Linked DNA regions of Mus musculus: region 2 is linked to region 1. The links are chromatin contacts, called in public HiChIP or PLAC-seq maps. All regions are on one chromosome and are shown on one strand. Each heading gives the region's core, a stretch centred on a gene start, on an enhancer-like site or on the middle of the called end of the contact. The rest is flanking DNA. Distances are from core to core; before and after follow the strand shown.

Evidence for each region. HiChIP or PLAC-seq counts read pairs in DNA pulled down with a chosen protein or histone mark.
Region 2: a FOXA1 HiChIP or PLAC-seq map of pancreatic cancer cells shows a contact between it and region 1. The contact joins the promoter of Prdx2 here to the promoter of 4930432K21Rik in region 1. A contact is called at or near these places in 1 of 39 promoter capture datasets (cranial neural crest) and 1 of 115 datasets of contacts at active chromatin or transcription factors (pancreatic cancer cells).

The regions. Positions count from the first base shown.
Region 1 is chr8:84,146,730-84,149,429 of GRCm38.p6, forward strand. It overlaps 4930432K21Rik (RIKEN cDNA 4930432K21 gene), which reads left to right and starts at 1,309. Exons shown (of 9, transcript NM_029045.2): 1 at 1,309-1,669; 2 at 2,109-2,156. The coding sequence starts at 2,129. It overlaps Cc2d1a (coiled-coil and C2 domain containing 1A), which reads right to left and starts at 1,188. Exons shown (of 29, transcript NM_145970.2): 1 at 918-1,188. The coding sequence starts at 977.
Region 2 is chr8:84,968,172-84,970,871 of GRCm38.p6, forward strand. Prdx2 (peroxiredoxin 2) reads left to right here and starts at 1,451. Exons shown (of 6, transcript NM_011563.6): 1 at 1,451-1,591; 2 at 2,069-2,173; 3 at 2,265-2,418. The coding sequence starts at 2,071. It also overlaps a transcript of Rnaseh2a not described here.

The DNA of each region.
Region 1 (2,700 bases), core at 59-2,558:
ATAAATAAATAAAAGCCACGATGACTATGACAACAGTGGGGGCAAAGTTGAAGAACTGGGTCTTTTTTATAGACCTGCCCTTCTGCTTTGGCTAGTGACCAACAAAATATGATGAGTTACATGAAATTACCCTTTCTATAGGTCCAAATTGGCCAAATCTTAGCAGTTATGCATGGCTTCACCTATTGAGTGAAGCCATTAGTCACAGAGAGCCCAAGAATCCAGCGGCCACACTCCCTCTGTTCTAGCATTTTTCCATAAATAGTCTCAGTAAGTCTTTATAACTGCCCTTTAAGGACTCTTCTAGGCTTCCATTCCACAGGTGGAAAAACTGAGGCTCCAAACTACAAATACATTCAGTCAAATGTACCTAGGTCAGGGGGAACCTGAGCACAGAGCCCTGGGATCCCTGGTTCAAAGATGGGACAAATCAAACTCCCACAGGCCCTGAATCTGGGAGTATGGCTCTGGGCCACAGTCTTGTAGGTTTTCCTGTACACCTCTGGACTGACATTTCTGTCTGGCCAGGTGCTTCATCCTTGTGACCTTGACTAGATAGATCTCTGCGCCTCCCTTATCCTTAGTGTCCTCATCTGTACAATGGGTGTAGAGTGTGGCCTGACCCAGTTAATGCAAAGGCCTGAAAAGCCGGTCTGATTGCTTTCCCTTCCCGGTTGGAAGTGCTGCAGCAACAGGTGTTCCCTGAATCTGGGGTGTGAAGCTAGAAGCTGGATGGCCCAACCCAGTAGGCCATACACCTCACCTCGGGGGCGGGGCGGAGACCAGGGTTCACCTGGTGGCGAGGATCAGGCTTTTCTGGGGGTGGGGCACTCCCCGCGAGTGTGAGGAAGGGTGGAGAGAGACTCTGAGGAAGGGTGGGCAGGTACCCCTCGGTGGGTAGAGGGGCACACACTCACCTGGCGGGCAGTGACAGCACCTCGGCCCGGGGGTGCCTGGGGTCCATTCCTCTTGTGCATCTTCCAGGCTCGAAGCCCGGACTACCAGCCCCTGCACCTTTGCCTTGCCTTGCCTCTTCACCGAAGTCGAGTCTCAGAGCTCGCGCTGTTCCTGAGCCCTGAGTCCCTCCTCCGCGCCCGGCCCCCCGGGATTCTCGAGTTTGGGCCGCCCAGCTTCCGCCTTGGCCTTCAGGAGCGCGGCGGCTGGATTCGTGGGCTCTCTAGTTAAACTACAATTCCCGGCAGTCAGAGCGTGGAGGCGCATGCGCCTAGCATAAAGTAGGGCAGAGAGAAGGCGGAGCATGCGTAAGGTGTGTAGTCGGTACTACGCGTGCGTGGGGCGTGGCCTCACGGGCGGGAAAAAGAGAGAGAGCTGCAGGTGTGAGGGCGCGGCAGTGTGACGTCTGTGGCTCCACACCGCCGCACATCGTTCTGTTAGGCTTTGTGGTGGAGTGGGTGCGGGTGTGGGTGTGGGTGTGGATGCTCCTGCTCTCCCGTCTGTGGCGCAGGTCTTCAGGAGCCGAGTCCACAGTGTCAGGCCTCAGGCCTTCCTGTCTCCCACCGCCAGTTTGCCACGCGGTCCCCGTGACTGCCTATGTGGGTATTTTCTCAGAACGTTACGCCAGTGACCTAGGCGACCTATTCCCCATCAGATCCAGGTTGACCTCGTCCCGACTAAGGACAGAGCAACTTCCATTACTGCTGTGGCCCAGGTTGGTTCTGGCTTGCCATGGGTCCCACAGTCTGAAGACATTGGCCGGAAGCCACTCCTGACGCGGGGTAGCCCTCCTAAAGTCTTGTGTGACTTTGGTGGGTCTCCAGAGACCTCTCTGAAGCTTCCAAGTACCCCATGTCCCAGATAATTAAGCTTTGGGTGTGGGTGGGGGAGAAACGTAGTTGTCTCCAACCCAGAGACTCCAGCAGATACCGTGAAGAGGACGAGATCGTTCCTTCACACAGGGAAAGGGTGTGAATGGCTACCTGGCCATGGTCCAAGGTGGCTATGACCTGTCGCCCCACCCAGTGTCCTGCTGAAGACCAGCTGACTCCCCTCATCAGGCTGCCAGATGGGCCCAGTGGAGGAGGGAGACAGGGTACAGATGGGGACATACAGTGCTGGCAACAGCTGGAGAGTTTGTTTGTTGTTTTCAGATTTCTCAGGGAAAGATAAAATGAATAAGAAGAAACAGCGGAACTCAGGTATTTGGTTTATTCAAATTGGCTTTTTATTTTATTTTTATTTTTAATTTATTTCCAGGCAGAGTTTATGTATATCCCTGGCTGTCTGTCCTAGAACTAACTCTGTAGATCAGGCCTCAAACTCAGAGACAAACCTGCCTCTGCTTCCAGAGTGCTGGGATTAAAAGTATGATTCACCACAACCTGGCCTCAAATCGGCTTTTAAAATATTTATTTGAGGTACTAGGAATGGAACATGGAGCTTCCTGCATGATAAAACACTCTACCATGAAACTACATCTCAGACCCAAGGTGACCTTTTTAAACTTTTTATGATGTTTTTGAGATGGAGGAGGGGATTCTTGCCATGTGGGCCGACTAGTTTTATGTCAGTTTGACCCAAGTCATTTGGGAAAAGGGACTCTCAATTGGGAAAATGCCTCCAAAAGATTTGCCTGTAGCCAAGAGTGTAGTGTGTTTTCTTGATTAATGATTGATGTAGGTGGGTCCAGCTCGTGGGTGTGCTGCCTGGAGGCAGGTAGTCCTAAATTACATAAGAAAGCAG
Region 2 (2,700 bases), core at 201-2,700, 820 kb after region 1:
ATGGGCCTACCCAGCAGGCCCAGTGCCACCTGACTAACAAGGCTGACAGATGTTAAGTTAAATGATATAATTGACATAATAAATGCACTTAAACCCCCTGGTGCTGAGCTAACTTGTAGCAACAAAGTAATTTTTATGCTCAGGAGAAGCGATATATATATATTTTTTAAGGTAGTGCTAAAGAGCCACTGACCTACAGTTTTACAAGACCCTTTCCTTTCCTTTCCTTTCCTTTCCTTTCCTTTCCTTTCCTTTCCTTTCCTTTCCTTTCTTTCCTTCCTTCCTTAAAAACAAAACAAAACAACAGAGCCTCATGTACCCCAAGCTGGCCTCCAAGTCCTTGGGTAGCCAAAGATGTCTTTGAATTTCAGGTCCCTACTCCTCCCAAATGCTAGGATTGTAGGTGTGTACGGGTACAGTGGATTATGCAGCGCTGGGGAAGGATCAAAACTTCGGACATGCTGGGCCAGTGCTCCACCAACTGAGTACCAAATGCAATCCCAACCCTTCATCAGAATTCTTCACTGATACTTCCTCATGTAGATGAACTCACAAAGGCTGGTGCCCCACACCCTTCCTCAGCAGATCTTTGCCAAATGGCATCCCCTTTCCCTATTCTTCCCTTAGGCCTTTTGCTGTTCCCTTTTCACTGTCTCACAGTCCCTGTGACTTTAACTGTGCTAGTCATTCCAGCTGTGTTGGTTCTTACCACCTCAAGCTGACTGGCCAGTTTCTTTCTCTGCCTCCACCCTTCTAGCACTATGTTAATAGGTTGTTTATTAGACAGGCAGTGTTTAATATAATTATCAGATGACCAAGGAAGCTGCGGGGCAAGAAGTTGAGAACAAAAGGTAGTACGGTTGGGGCATGGCTGTAAATTTTCAATAAAGTGAAACGGAACAAAATAAAACAAAACAATAACTCACAGACGAGAAATCACACTCAGAGAAAAAGTGCCCAGTTCCTTGAGACCCAGCCTGCACTGAGCTGGGCAGGGATCTGAAGTCAGCCAGAGAGGGTCTGTTTGTAGGGCCTTGGCCAAGTGAGGCCTTCGGGGGTTGGGGTGGGGAGGACACCTTTTCATAGCGTAACTCCCGTCCACCTGCTAGTTTACCCTTTTGTCGCTGCAGCGTCAGCAGCTCCCAGGTATCACCTTCACCGTGCGGGCCAAAGTATTGGTAGTCTGGGTCGATCTGAGTAGGGGACACCAGACCTAGGAGCACTAGGGGAGTCAGCAACGGAGCCAAGTGGCTCCGGGCCATGCCCGGATTCCAACCGACCCCAACGCGCCCCGTGGCCGAGGCTCGCGAGGAGCCCACAGCACAGACAATCTTGGCGTCCGAAAGGGCACACCCCACCCAACCCTTGTGAAAGCGTGTGGACCGGGCCACGCGGCGCCTTCCCCTCACCCCCCCGGCAGCCGCAATGGATCCGACCGCGGCGCTGTCCCGCCCACCTCCCCGCGCACTGCCTGGTGTGGTTTGGGCCACGCATAAAAGGTTCTCCGGCCTAGGGCTCTCTCGGTTTTGAGATCTCTTTCCTGTCTCTACCCGTGTCTGGACGTCCGTGTGTCCGGCTCTTGCTCACGCAGGTATGAAAACCCAGAATGCACACGAATGGGAGGAGCCCCACTAGTGTGGTGCAGGCCTCATCACGACCTCTATGCTTGGAGGTCTTTGTTTTCCATGTTCAATGGTGGCCGCTTTGTCCTTGCCCGGGAAACCAAGGCCCGAGCCCTGGCTTGCAGGCTGGATCACCGAGCTCGGCAGTCCATCGCTCTTAGCTTAGCCGTCCTATTCTGGAACTAGGAGCTCACTTCCCCCTCCACCCGCACTCGGTCTGACTCCATAATTTGGGTAGCAGCGGTGACCCATCATTCGTTCCCTGTTTAGGGGGGCGGGTATTCAGAGGCCTTGCAGACTTTATACTGGGAGGGTGAATATGAGCGCTCCTTCCACCTCTCTCGGTTTTACTATCTAGACTTAGCACCAAAAGTGACCTTGGAAAGGCAAGACAAAGGATCTTCTAAGGCTCTAAAGACCAAGCTTGTGTGGGTCTCTGATTTCAGTCATGGCCTCCGGCAACGCGCAAATCGGAAAGTCGGCTCCTGACTTCACGGCCACAGCGGTGGTGGATGGTGCCTTCAAGGAAATCAAGCTTTCGGACTACAGAGGTGAGGCTGAGCGGAGTGGGAGCAGGTGGGGTCAGGGTCTACATGTGAAAGAAGTTAGCACTGACTTCCCTTCCGTTCTCCTCTTCCCTAGGGAAGTACGTGGTCCTCTTTTTCTACCCACTGGACTTCACTTTTGTTTGCCCCACGGAGATCATCGCTTTTAGCGACCATGCTGAGGACTTCCGAAAGCTAGGCTGCGAGGTGCTGGGAGTGTCTGTGGACTCTCAGTTCACCCACCTGGCGTGGTAAGGGGCTGCAGGAGGAGGGTTGCAGGGGTCTTGAGGTAGGTGGTGAAGTGGGAGGTGCAGAGAGGATGAAGGACCGCCCAAATTATAGGGACAAACTGTGTCTTCCCGTTTTTCATCTTATAAAGAATGGAAACAATGACACCCAAGCCCACACGAAGATGATAGTAATTAGCATTTGGCACCTTGTTGGAAGGTACCTGCCAAAGGAGTCTCAGTTCTCTGGAGACAGGCTGCCTTGCTGTATTTTGCTATTCTCAATAATGATGGGTTGTGCTCCAT